Regions from separate parts of the Anas platyrhynchos genome. Here region 1 is linked to region 2. A link is a contact called in public Hi-C data. All regions are on one chromosome and are shown on one strand. Each heading gives the region's core, a stretch centred on a gene start, on an enhancer-like site or on the middle of the called end of the contact. The rest is flanking DNA. Distances are from core to core; before and after follow the strand shown. Region 1 holds the start of CAMK2D (calcium/calmodulin dependent protein kinase II delta). Region 2 overlaps ARSJ (arylsulfatase family member J).

Region 1 (6,744 bases), core at 4,160-6,659, 150 kb after region 2:
TTGACAGAGAAAGGAGGAGAAGAAGAATGAGAAGAAGAGGAGGAGGAATAAAAAAAAAAAAACAACATTATTTTTTCACCTAGTTCTCCCTTTAGTGCTTCTAGGGGTAGAAGGTAAATGGCCAGCAATGCCTCCTAATCTGTCAGAAGTAATGCTTTTTTAGGCCAGAGAGAAGTCTTGGTCCCCTGCATACCAAGAGCGTGACAGAATCACTGAGCTATCAAATCAGTTATTCTGCCAACATCTTTCTGGTTCACTGAAGAGTAAATTAATCCTATGCAGGAACACTCCAGCAGGAGAATAAGGGAGAGCACACACGCTGCTATAGTCAGGTAGTAATGGTGCTTGCCAGGAGTGTAAATAATGGGTAAATAATTAATTTTCTTTGGGGAACCTTCAAGGATCGACTTCTCTGAGTGCTTGCGCACACATGGTGGAACAACAGCAGCAAGGGGTTGAGCAAGAGAGCTTCCCCTGGAAAGAAAACAAGCCCTAGAGTGGCTCCATCTCGGCTCTTAACAACTCGCTGGAGACCTGGGATGTGTAGGACTGGCCCTCAGCTTCTGGAGTCAGCGCCTGGGGCTTTTGACCAGCAGGCGTTTGGGAGGGAGCTGCTCCTAGGTGAATCCACTAGGTGAATACATGAGGACACAACTTGGACCCTCATCAGTGCATGGACATAATAGCATGTAGGCTGCAATGAGCAAGCCTGCCATACCGACCAGCTGACGTTCCCAGTGGTACTGCCTGCTGAAAACATTTAGGAAAGTGCAACGGCTCCAAAGAGGAAACAAGGGAGGTACAGCACGTGGCACGGCATAATTTACTGCTGACCTGACATCTGTTGCCTCTGGTTCACTCCGGTCTACTGGACTTGAGGCCAGTCTCACGGCAGAAAGAGCAACTGAATGTCCCAGTTGCTGCATGCCTCCTGTTCCAAATCAGTCTTTCTGCAGCATGTAAAAGCACTGAGGTCCATGATTACAAAATGGCTTCGTGTGCAATCTCTTATTAAAGGGTCATTATGGAAAGCTGAGCCTTGGCTTTCAGCAGAAACCCCAGAGCAGAGCCCTTTGGGAAGAAACTGCATTTTCTTCTGATGGGGAGCTCTCTTTCCCCTTCAGGTGCCCCTGAGCACGTCTCCCAGCATTGTCTGCAATTAGTCATGGAGGGAAAGCAGGATGATTTCACACCCAGATGCAAAGGTGAAAAGGCAGCAGTGCACCCTTTTCAGAGTCAGTAGAAACGGTTCTCCAATAACAAATGGATACAGAACTACTGCAATGAGCTGCAAACCCAAGTACCTTACCCTGTGTTATTTCTTACTATTGATCCTTTCTTCTGTTCTTACACCTGTTTACATGCACTTGTATGACCTTTTGATTAACCTCTCTCTGTTTTTCCCATCGTCTTTGCATATTCATTTTCCTGTCCACTTTCACATCGATTATTTTAGTTCCTGACTCTAACAACTGTTTTACTTTCTTTCAATTTCCTTTTACTTAGCCCTTCCTTAAGAAAACAAGCAAACAAAAGAAAACCCAACCTTTTTTCTCTCTGCTCCCTGTCTTCTTCCTTTTGTTATGTTTCTGTGATTCTCCACTCCTATTATAAAACTCATTTACTCTCTTTCTTCTCATCTCTTGCTACAGAAGCAACGTAACTCCATCAGCCTCAGCTCCCTCGGTCTGATTTCCTCTTTCTCTCTGCTGTCTAATATCTTTCCCTTCCTCTCTCTCACAAGCAGCACTTTCTCTTCCTATTTTGTTTCTAGTTCAGTACCTCTCCTCTGACTTTCCCACTGTGCTCCTACCCAGTGCCCTCTCCCTGCCGGTCACATTAGCAGAAATGTTTAGCTTTGCTGCTCTGTTCCACAGATCTCAGCTTCCTTCACCTCCTCCTCGCTCGTGAGATGCAGCCCACAAGCACCTTCTTGGTCCTCTCAGGTGGGTGTCACACATTATCAGCACAAGCCGCTCTAGAACGGTGCAAAGCAGCGATACTTTTCATGTGCTAGTAAGGAGGTGATTGTTCACTAATCAGCGACTTCTGTCAGTCTGGCTCACACTTCAGTTCAACAAGATACGGATACTCTATTGATCAAATTACAGTTCTTCAGCTTTACTGCAATAATGTACCTGTAACTGCTTCAGCGTTTTCAGTCCGTCACCCAAGGCAGTAAAGAAAAGCCTTGCCACAAGAACACATGAAACCTTGGGAAGGACCAAGGGCTGCTAGCAGTTCTCAACCATCTGGTCATAAAGCAGCTATTTCTCTAAACCTAAGATTAGTGAGGTTTTGAGGCCATTTTCTGTCTAGACCTCTGCTGTAAATGGCTTCTGAATTTGTTCATGAACTAAATATACAATATTCCCTGCACTGCTCATAATGAGCAGGCTACACAAATGACCTTTCAAAAGCTTTCTGACTCCTTCAAAACACAAGCAAATTGAAAATCTGTATTTGCAAGATCAGAAAGAAAATGAAAACCTCACTTTGGCTGTCTAAAAATGAAGCCATACAAAGGGAAGACCTTGCTGAATAGCATACTTTAAAAATAAATACAATTTCCTTTGCTACCATAAATATTGTTTCAGATTCTGAAGTTAAATAACATTTAACTGAAGCTATAACATTTTGTTAAACTTCAGAAACTTTAGAGGAACAGCTATTCAGTTTCTTATAGACTTCAACTATTTACAGTTCTTTTTTTTTTTTTTTTTTTTTTTTTTTTCCTGGAGAAGAGACACACGTTCTGGGATTTTTTAAAGCCTGTTTTAGTTCATTATTGAGATCTGACTTTCTGTATCCATGAGATCAACCACAGATCAACCACAGTTTCTGTGGTCTCAATGGAAACCTGAACCTTGAACCAGGGTTTGGAAGTTAACTTAGAGGGCCAGGTCCTTGGCTGCCATTGTGGAGGCTTTGGCCTGTTCAGGAACAATTTGGAGAATTTATGGAGTACTTAAATGGCAGCTACAAGCTCCAGTTCTGCCTCAGCTCAAGAGTGAGCTGCATTCGAGAGAGGATTGTTGCAACAAGAAGAAAGCCTCCCCACAGAGTGTTTCCAAGGTAATCATCATTTCCCTAGTATCTGTCCCTATAGACAATCTCCAAGTCCTATGATACTGATCTTACAAACAATTATTTTCTTTCCTGAACTCCTATAATAAATTTCATGCTTGATATTTCTGTTAGGACTCCTTGGCCTCCTCCTGACTTTTCTTCTTCTTTTTTTCCCAGATTGGGAAGGAGGGGAAAAAAATAAATGGAATTTTTGTTTGAATCTCACTTGGGACCATGCATTCTTGTAATGTCATTGCTAAACAAAACAGTGGCAAGAAAAGAAAGTGAATGGACTTTAAGAATTTCTACTGAACATTTTATGATGAATTAAATGTATGGCACCGTCTTAAGAAACACTCTGACCAAATGCTTGTTGTCAGAATGCACTGTTACAAAAAAAAACGAGATAGGACAGGGGAATATGTTCAATTTTTGCATGTCTACAAATACAGAGATAGCAACCTGCCAGACATGCCCCTGTAATGTAAATACTTACAATCGTCAGACAACTCAGAGGTTTCAGTACTGCTGATTGTGTTATTTATGCAGATTTATACAAAATTATGCACAACTTGTGTTATAATTTTGTTAGAGGAGACAAGGAAATAGTCTACTGTTCTGTATGCTTTTTTTTATGCACGTTCCCTTCACTGATGTGAGAGCAGTTTCATTCTTGCTCCAATGTAAATTGCTGGTCTAAATTGAAACATCCTCTGGTCTTTTTGCTCTCACATTGCTGCACATAAGGGTCCCCTGGAGAGGAACCGGGCAGTAAATGCTTTGTGCGCGCTCACACAGCTCCAAGCCTCCCTCCACGGCCCCCTTTACGCCACGAAAGCCGCCTCGCAGGCAGGAAAACCGCCTCACAGGCAGGCTCACGCGCTCACATTGCGTGCACGTTAGCTCAGGGAAGAGCTGGCGGATTTTTAACGCTTGCTATGAGGTCTCGATTCGGGGATCTCGGGAACTTTGAGAGACCTGCGTGGATGCATTTCGTGGCTGTATTTCCGATGTGGGGCTTCTCGCGCATCAACACAAGGATTTCGGTGCTGTAGACGCGTGCTACAGGCTGCGATTCGTAGCGCAGCTCTGGCGGTAACGCAAGCTGACATATTCGGTGCTTTGAGTGTTGAAAGCGCTGTGCAGATGTTAATTTAACTCATTACTTAACTCGCCACCGCTGAGGATATCGGGAAGGAATATCCCAAAAATGGTACGAGCTGTGCAAAACGGGGGAAATAACCACTGGCAGAGGCTAGGCCAGAGACATGATCAGGGTTATTAATTTATGCATTGGTGGCACGTGCAAAAGTAGCTGTGTTTGGGGGGTGTTTTGTTAAAGTGGCAAAAATTTTGAAGTCGGGAGACTGGACTTGGGGCTAGAAGGTTGTAATTCGAAGAGGTGCTTCTTCACCTGCTGTCATTACCTCGGCGTTAAACATTTTAGAAAAGGAAACCGTCAGGTTAAGATGAACAGCAACACGCACACATTCCACTTCACGAGAACCCCCCCAGCGTGTAAAAGCTTTATTCCCCAGCGTGTCTTTCGGGGAGGTGAGGAGAACGACACCCCCGCCTTCCGACGGGCGCACCGCGGGGGCTGCCTCCCCTCAGGGCTCCCCTCAGGGCTCCCCTCAGGGCTCCCCTCAGGGCTCCCCTCAGGGCTCCCCTCAGGGCTCCCCAGCGGCGTCCGCGAGGCGGCGACCGTTGGCGGCCGTTGAGCGGCGCCGCCCCGCACGTGCCCTCCCCTCGCCGACCGCCGCCGCCCCCGCCCCGCCGGTGCTGCGGCCGTGAGGCGAGGCCGTGAGGCGAGGCGAGGCGAGGCGGGGCGGGGCGGCGCTTGACGTCAGGCGGCCGCGGCGGAGCGGGCCGCAGGTGCATCCGTTTCCTCAGGGCTTGCAGCAGCCCCCCCCTCCCCTTCCCCTTCTTCTCTTCCCTTCCCCGCTTCGCCATCACCGCAGCGTCCCCGACGGGGCCGCGGCTCACCGCGGTGGGGGTGGAGCCGGCGGCGAGGCGGCAGCAGAGAGCCGCGACGGGGCGGGCGCGGGTCGCTAGGGGGAGGCACGGCACCGGGAGAGCGGCACGGAGGCGCCGCCGCTTCTCCCAGCCGCGGTTTTGCTTTCCGTTTCGGGGTGCCGCCTCTGCGTGGATACATTTTTTTAAATTTATTTATTAAATAATTATTTTTTTTATTATTATTTTCCTAGGGGGTGGGAGAGAGGGGAGGGGAGAGCCGCGGCGGGAGGACCGGGCGGCGGGGAGAGCGCCGAGGCAGCCCCGTCACGGGGAGGAGGAGGAGGAGGAGGAGGAGGAGAAGCCGGCGGAGCCTCGCCTCGCCTCGCCCAGCCCAGCCCTGCCCCAGCGCGCAGCCCCTCCGCCGCCCCTGGCCGCCGGAGGCACCGGCGGCCGGCCGCCCGCCCTCATGATGGCCTCAACCGCCACCTGCACCAGGTTCACCGACGAGTACCAGCTCTTCGAGGAGCTCGGGAAGTAAGCACGGGGAGACGGGGGGGTGGGTAAGGCGGCCGGGAGCCCCGGGGGGTGCCGTGGGGTTCGCCCCGCTCCTCCGCCGCCGTCGGTTGGGGGCTGCGGGGGCCGTTAACGGGCGGCGGGGGGCCGCCAGCGCCATGTTGGCGCCCGGCTGGGGCGGGGGGAGACGGGGGGGACTCGGGGGGTGGGGGGGGGACCGGGAGCTGCACCGGGATGGGGACGGGGACCGGCACCGGGCAGCCCCCGCTGTGCGGCGGCCCCGCCGGCTGTGGACGTGGCTGCCGCCCCGCCGCGCCGCTCCGACCCGAGTTTGCCGTTGTGGGGAATAAAATCGATATCAAGCGACGCCCCAAAACGCCTTCCTTCTCTGTCTCTTCTCATTTCTTTCTTATTTTTTTTTTTTATAAAAATTTTCGGCGTCGCACCGCTCGCTGAAATCGGCGAGAACGCTTCTGCCACCGTATCCGCAGGGAGCCCCCCTTTTCGGTGCCGCTGACACTTTGTCCGCTTCTTGGTTTGCAGAGGGGCGTTCTCGGTCGTCAGGAGATGTATGAAAATTACGACAGGACAAGAGTACGCTGCCAAAATCATCAACACCAAAAAGCTCTCGGCTAGGGGTGGGTATATTTTAACCGAGTGCTTACGGTGCCTCCTCCCTGTTTTGTGCGTTCTTGTGGGAAGCGCTAAAACCGAACCAAATCGTGATAATTAAAGTTATTAATTTTCATAACGTGCCTTTTTTCATCTCCTGTAAGACTGTGGCTTGGCTTTTAATATTAAACGTTTTGTGGATTGATGCTGGAGGTGTGTGGTTGTTGCTGTAGTGTTTAATGGAAAGCTGTACAAATTCTCAAGCAATTGAAAGTAATGCACTTCTTCCTTCTTTTTATATGTAAATAGCTTGAACATCAGTCTGGAAGCATTTTGCAGACTGATTTTTTTTTGGGGGGGAAATAATAAGTTTCCATTACAGCTTTTATTTTAAATGTATGTCAAAGCTCTACTGAATTCAGTGCCTCCATTGCATTTAAAAATGAAAATCAAGGCCTATCTGAATCCAGGAGGAAAAGTGTAATCTACTACCCTGTACTAAACTTCGAGATGAGATGCTATAGGAAGGAAACAACCATTTTATGAAATAACCCTTTGTGAACCCAACTCATTCTGCTTAAGTGGTACAATGTT
Region 2 (6,436 bases), core at 1,995-4,494:
CAGCTTTTGGGTAAGGCAGGTGTTGGGCTCCTCCTGCTCCTCTGTACAGATGTGAGCAGAAGGCTGGTTGTGACTTGTGACATGTTGTTCCTCTTGCCTGTTCCTCAGTGTTACGAGAACAAAGATACCGGGACAGAAACTGGCATGCTGAGACTGGAAAGCAGAGAGGAAAACAGTTCAGAACAGACCTGTGCTGCTGGAATCCCAGGTAAGTGTGTGTACTCTGCAGATGTTTGCAAGCACAAGCTTCTGCCAAAGGCCTACATCTAATTGCATAACTTTTGGGTGCAGTGGATTCAGCCACCCAGTTTGTACGAATTACCAAACACTTGCAAATGAGTTTGTGAACTGCAGAGCAAACCAATTAGGCTTGTCCTTCATCTTGTTTCAGTAATCTCCAAACAAATCTGTGGGTAGTTTTTTGCTTTTCTCCACTAAGAATTATTTTTTATCCTGTTTGCTTTCTTATTTTGTTACTGTTGTCTTTAATGCTGTTTTTTTGTTGATGGTGGTGATTTTGCTGCTTTTTTTTTTTTTTTTTTTCCTCTGAAATGATCCAAGGGAGAAAATGACACACTGATTCTCATCTTCTTTTACTGCCTTGGTGGTTTATTTGGCCTCCCGTAAATCCAGAATTTGTGTCCTCTGTACTGTTCAGCCAGTTACGTAAAATCCAGTGGCTCACAGAGAATCTCAGTCTTGTCTCTGCTACCCTGTTGCTTCTAGTTATGTTCATTGATACATTCTAGATATTCTTCAACATGATTTTGTCGACATAATAAAAACATAGCTTATATTTGAGGATGTTTTATAACTGGCTACTGCTTCCAGCTAAAAGACTGACTCTCTTGCCCCTGTTTTGAAGGCCTAAAAAACATTTTAGATCCAAATGGTTTGGCACACAGCCCCACATTTTTGTTCTGTTGCGCATAGTGTTCTGGGTGGCAGAAAGAGAAACGGTGACTGGTAGAATTCTTTCCATCTAAATCTTTCTTTTTTCATGGTTTGCCCTTCTTGTTATTCTGCAGTCATGATTTCTGTTACAGTCTAGACTAGCTGTAATATATCTCAGTGGAAGTAATCCTTTTTAAAGTCCAATAATAAACTTAATAAATTAGCTTTGAGAGTACTCCTCTATGCATTTCTGGGATCTGCAAACACTCTTCTGCAAGTAGCATAAAAGAACTTCCCTGCTACATTTTCTCTACTGTTTATATCCTTTGGGTATTTGCCCAGCTCTTTGGTGAATACCTTAAAATAAAACTCACAAAACCTAGAAGACACTATACTGCAACATCTTTGGCTCAGTTTGCACCAACCATTAGGGGCATAAAGACCTATGAGGAATGAATTACGCTTCTGTACATATATTTCTATCAAAAAGAGAGTTTATACACTTGAAATTTCATGGAAGTCCTGCTGCTAGCTGGTCCATAGTGGCTTGTTTTAATGCCATCGATTTGGCTAGGCTTTGGATGCTTTGGCCTTTTGTAAGTTCTGCAGCACATAGTTCTGACTAAATTTGGATTCTAAAAGGGATCTGACGAGCAGACAAAATGGTTTTTCATATACCAGGCTCTGATATTTGAAACTTCTGGTATTTGAAACAAGCTTCTTAGATAATTTGAATAATTCTCTATGTATGATATCTTAATTTATGGTACCAACAAGTTTGAGTTTCTTTCATTGTGTAAAAACATTTTCCTTGGAGTTCCCTAGCAAACCGTAGATTTTGTTTCTGGCCCTTGAATTAATTTGCCTTTGATTCCTACCATGAGTAATGCTTTCTGCTGGGTGAGGAAGCTAGTGGACGTCAAGAGTTTGATTTTAAATACTTATGCTATCATTTTATATCTAGCACCTAATTTCCATTTTCTCTGATTTCTCCTTCATTAGTGCATGCAGGAGAAAGAAGGGTATTTCTTCAGGTGCAGGTAAATGTAGGAAGTAATGTTATAAAAGTAGAAAAGCCCTAGACATGGCTTCATGCAGTTAATGCCAGTTGCATAACAGCAGAGAGTTATGCTGCAGGATGATGGAGATCTGTGCAAGCCATGGACACTCACAGAGCCTACTGCACAGAAAAGCTATGATAATTTGTCCTCATGAAGGAAACAAAATCAAGTTTCAGTTTCTTTCTTTATCTTGCAGGCTAGTGTTTCATTGATTTTGTTGTTGTTGCTGCTGCTAACAGGGAAAAATGCATTATGATGAAGTAAGCACATAGCCACTGTCCAGGCCTTTGTACATCCATAGAATGCACCACACCTTCAAGAATAACTTTTGAAACTGTAGTAAACCATCACATGCCTATATCTAGATAACAGGACTGACAAGGATGTGTGTTTTGTCCCAGCTTGGAGTATTTTCTAGCATCCTTCCTAAAGACATACATTGTAAACATGAGGCTTATATTAATACCCTCAGAACAATGTGCCCTCCCTGCAGGTCCACATGCTTTCAGCTCTTTTAAGTTTTATCAGCTCCTTTGAAGCAAATATGCAAAAATGGATTTTGAAACTTAGATACTTAAAAACAGTTTAGGTAAGTAAAAATGGCTTGTGGGAGCAATTGAATAGGTTGTAAAATTGTCCCACTAATAGTAAAAAAAATAAATTGAAGGAATAAACTATTACAAAGAAAGACAGGACTTTTTAAAAACTCATGAATTTAATGTTTGCTTCTGCAAATTGTTAGCTAGAATTTGCCAAAAAATGAACAGCAGTGATTCTATACAAAATATTAACCTGGCAATGTAGACACACAGTCAGTTATGAGAAGAATGAATTGTGTGACATGGATTCACCTAAACTGATTCCTGGTGCGACTGTGGGGAGAAGTGCCCCCGCAGTTCATGCAGTACAGGCAAGTGAACCCTGCCCAGGTACGTGGCTTCTGAAGCACAGTACCTGAAGGGCCTGATGTGATCTATATTCAAATCAGTGAGAAGCTTTCCATATGAAGTATGTAAGATCACAACTGATTTACATTAAATGCTTAGTTGACATGCTTTGTTTCTCATTTTACCAGAAACTCCTTTTCTGGCAATGGCAAGGCAGGAAGTGGGTTCTGTAAAACATTGCTTAAAGATGAAGAAACTCCATGTCAGGCAAATGCATTCAGGCAGAACTCTGAATAAATCAGTACGGTGAGCAAGGCGGGAAGAATGGTTTCACGTACAGAGCTCCTGCACTGGGATATCCCCCCGGGACAACCCTAATCTCTACATGAACCGTTCTTTGTGGATAAGATGAAATATTTTTGGTGTTTAACATACCACTACTGCTAACATGTCTTTAAGGCATATGTGTAGTCTGAGCTGAGTCAAAGGCTTTGCCTTGCGCTGCTTCTGCTTGTTGTCTCTGTGCAACCTCAATATTGTGAGGATTAGGTATAAAAGCAGTTGAGGGATTGAACTGATATTGAGTTCTGTCACATGGTTGCACTGTTATATGACATGAAAGTCCATATATGCTACAAGAATTGGCCAAGAAATAAGGCATGAGGCATTCTTACCTATCTTGTTTATCTTAGTTATCTCATCTTGTTTCTCCTCTGTTATATAGGACATACACCACAAAACACTTTAGGAACAGGCAAGCTAAATTTTGGAACTGTGCTAAGGCAGAGTTTCTTCTAGTGGAAGATTTAGAAATTTTGAAGTCTGTCTACAATAAAGAATGGGGCAAAATGCTAGCATTTCAGAATTCTTCATGAAGAAAAAGGTTTAGTATTTTAATAATAAAAATATTTTCTTCTTACGGTGACATTTCAACCAGTTTTCTGCTTTCTCATGAAACAAAATGAAAGTGAAATTCATGTGTTTTCACAACATTTTGACTTCAGCAGGTCTGCATATTCAAATAAAACATGCTTCCAGTGCTATTTTTTTCCAACAAACTATATGGAATGACCTTTACTTCTCAGGTGGTTTAACCCAGCCCTACGACATTATGTGTTTTTCCTTTTTTATATCTAAATCTGAGTGAACTTTTATATATCACATTTTCCTATTACAGGCGCAGGGGCCAGGTTTCTCTGTAAGGAAGCCAAGGTCAGTTTTCACTTGCAGAGGCCTGTCAAGGTTGCATGGCTCAGTTTTCTACAAGAGGTCAAAATCCATCTGATGAAAAGCCTCATCTGCAAAGGGAGGTTGGCCACCCATCAGCGTCCAAGACCTGAGAGTCATGAAGCAATTGCAGCGGTCTCAGACTACATGCACAGACACATGGCATCTGCATCTACATTTCTTTATGGAGTTCCAGGCTGTCTGGTCAGTTTTTGTGCAAGTTCCAGCCCAAGGCACCTTGAAGCGGAGGGGATGATTTGGCTCTCCACCTGTCCATTTTCTGATCCTTGCACAGAGCAAAGTGTATCTTTGGCTCTTGTCTCCAGTCCCCACAGACCAGGCATCAGCCAGCTGGAAGCACAAGTAGAAACTCTGATATAACTCAAGTAGCAGGATTTTTAGGTTGTTATTAAACAGCTGTCCAAATACTTTGCAAGAGTTATTTAGAAGGATTCTTTCTCTCAGGTTATAGTGAAGATTTTCAGGCAGGTTCATAAACTCATGTTTTTATTTAAGAACAGGTTTCTTTTGAAATAATATTTAATTCTGTATTCTTGAGAAGAATTTGGGTTTATCGTTGTGAAGCTGTAAATGGGAAGTGAGTTTGGGTCATTATGTGGCATATTGTGGTTTATTTGGTAGAGATTGGCACAAAAGTTGCAAGTCCTATAAAGAGAAAACTTCATGCTGCTCCAAAATGTTACCTGTCCTTTAAAATGATGTAACAATTTTTATCTCTGCAAGGAAAGGTAATTATCCAAGGAAAATTCAGGCTCTTCAGTCAAGTCCTTCAGCCCCCAGCCATTTCGATGGCCCTCTGCTGAGTGCACTGCTATCAACCTTCTCCCCAGTCTTCATGCCATTTCAAGAGTGACAGCAAGCAGCCTTTCAGGGACACTGTCCAGCTCTCTCAATACCACTGGTACAGCCTGTCTGATCCCACAGACTTGTGTGGGTGACAGCTTTGCCTCGCCTTATGGTGAAGAGCGAGGCAAAGAAGGCGTGGAGCAGGCAATGGCCCAGCTGAAGTGCATCTACACCAATGCACACAGCATGAGTAACAAACATGAGGAGCTGGAAGCCATCGTGCAGCAGGCAGGCTATGACTTGGCTGCCATCACTGAAACATGGTGGGACCAGTCTCATGACTGGGGTGCTGCAATGACTGGCTATAGGCTCTTCAGAAGGGACAGGCAGCACAGAAGGGGTGGCGGTGTGGCTCTCTATATTAGAAAGTGTTTTGATGTTGTGGAACTCGAGGCTGAGACTGGGAATGATACGGTTGAGTTCCTATGTGTTGGGATCGGTGGGAAGGCCAACAACAAGGCAGGCATCCTGGTGGAGGTCTGTTACAGACTGCCAAACCAGGATTAGGAGATGGATGAGGAATTCTACTAGCAGCTGGCAAAAGTTGTGAAATCAGCTCTTGTCCTCATGGGGGACTTCAAATTCCCAGACATATCCTGGACATGAAATACATCTCAGAGGAAGCAGTCTAGGAGGTTTCTGGAGAGCATGGAAGATAGCTTCCTGACGCAGCTGGTTAGTGAGCCTACCAGGGGAGGTGCCCCGCTGGACCTTCTCTTCACAAACAGAGAAGGACTGGTGGGAGATGTGGTGGCTGGGAGATGTCTTGGGCAGAGTGACCACAAAATAGTAGAGTTCTCTATTCTTGGTGAAGTCAGGAGGGGGATCTGTAAAACTGCAGCCTTGGACTTCCAGAGGGCTGACTTTGAGCTGTTCAGGACACTGGTTGGCAGAGTCCCTTGGGAGGCGGTTCTGAAGGGCAGAGGAGTCCAGGAAGGCTGAGCACTCTTCAAGAAGGAAATCTTAATGGCTCAGGAGTGGTCTGTCCCCACGTGCCCAAAGATGAGCCGGCATGGAAGAAGACTGGCCTGGCTGAACCAGAGAGTTGTAGCTAGAGATTAGAAAAAAAAAAAAAAAAAAAAAGGTTTAAGATATTTGGAAAAGAGGGCAGGCCACTCAGAAGGATTATAAGGATGTTGTAAGGAAGTGTAGGGACAAAATTAGAAAGGCCAAAGCTCATTTGGAGCTCAGTCTGGCTACTGCTGTTAAAGATTACAGAAAATGTGACGCCCATCTACAAGAAGGGCTGGAGGGTAGACCCCAGGGTACTATAGGCTTGTCAGTTGTCCTCTGTGCCAGGGAATCTGATGGAGCAGATTATGTTGAGAGTCATCATGCGGCACTTGCAGGGCAAGCAGGCCTATAAGGAGCGGCTGAGGGAGCTGGGATTGTTCAGGCTGGAGAAAAGGAGGCTCAGGGGCGACCTTATTGCACTCTACAGGTACCTTAAAGGAGGCTGTAGAGAGGTGGAGGTTGGTCTATTCTCCCATGCTCCTGGCG

The links. Hi-C and Micro-C count contacts between places; a contact is called where the count stands out from the background.
Region 1: a contact with region 2 is called in a Hi-C map of liver, with 1.9 times the contacts expected there. The contact joins the promoter of CAMK2D here to the enhancer-like site in region 2.

Annotation. Positions count from the first base shown.
Region 1 is chr4:5,969,158-5,975,901 of IASCAAS_PekinDuck_T2T, forward strand. It overlaps CAMK2D (calcium/calmodulin dependent protein kinase II delta), which reads left to right and starts at 5,410. Exons shown (of 19, transcript XM_027456588.3): 1 at 5,410-5,559; 2 at 6,082-6,176. The coding sequence starts at 5,492. It also overlaps a transcript of ARSJ not described here.
Region 2 is chr4:5,817,182-5,823,617 of IASCAAS_PekinDuck_T2T, forward strand. It overlaps ARSJ (arylsulfatase family member J), which reads left to right. Exons shown (of 8, transcript XM_072036893.1): 2 at 109-208. Among named protein-coding and RNA genes, the nearest start is that of ARSJ, 26 kb to the left of the region's middle. Within about 2 kb of position 3,245, at least 2 of the 8 cell types and tissues checked have an H3K27ac peak or open chromatin away from gene starts, as enhancers often do.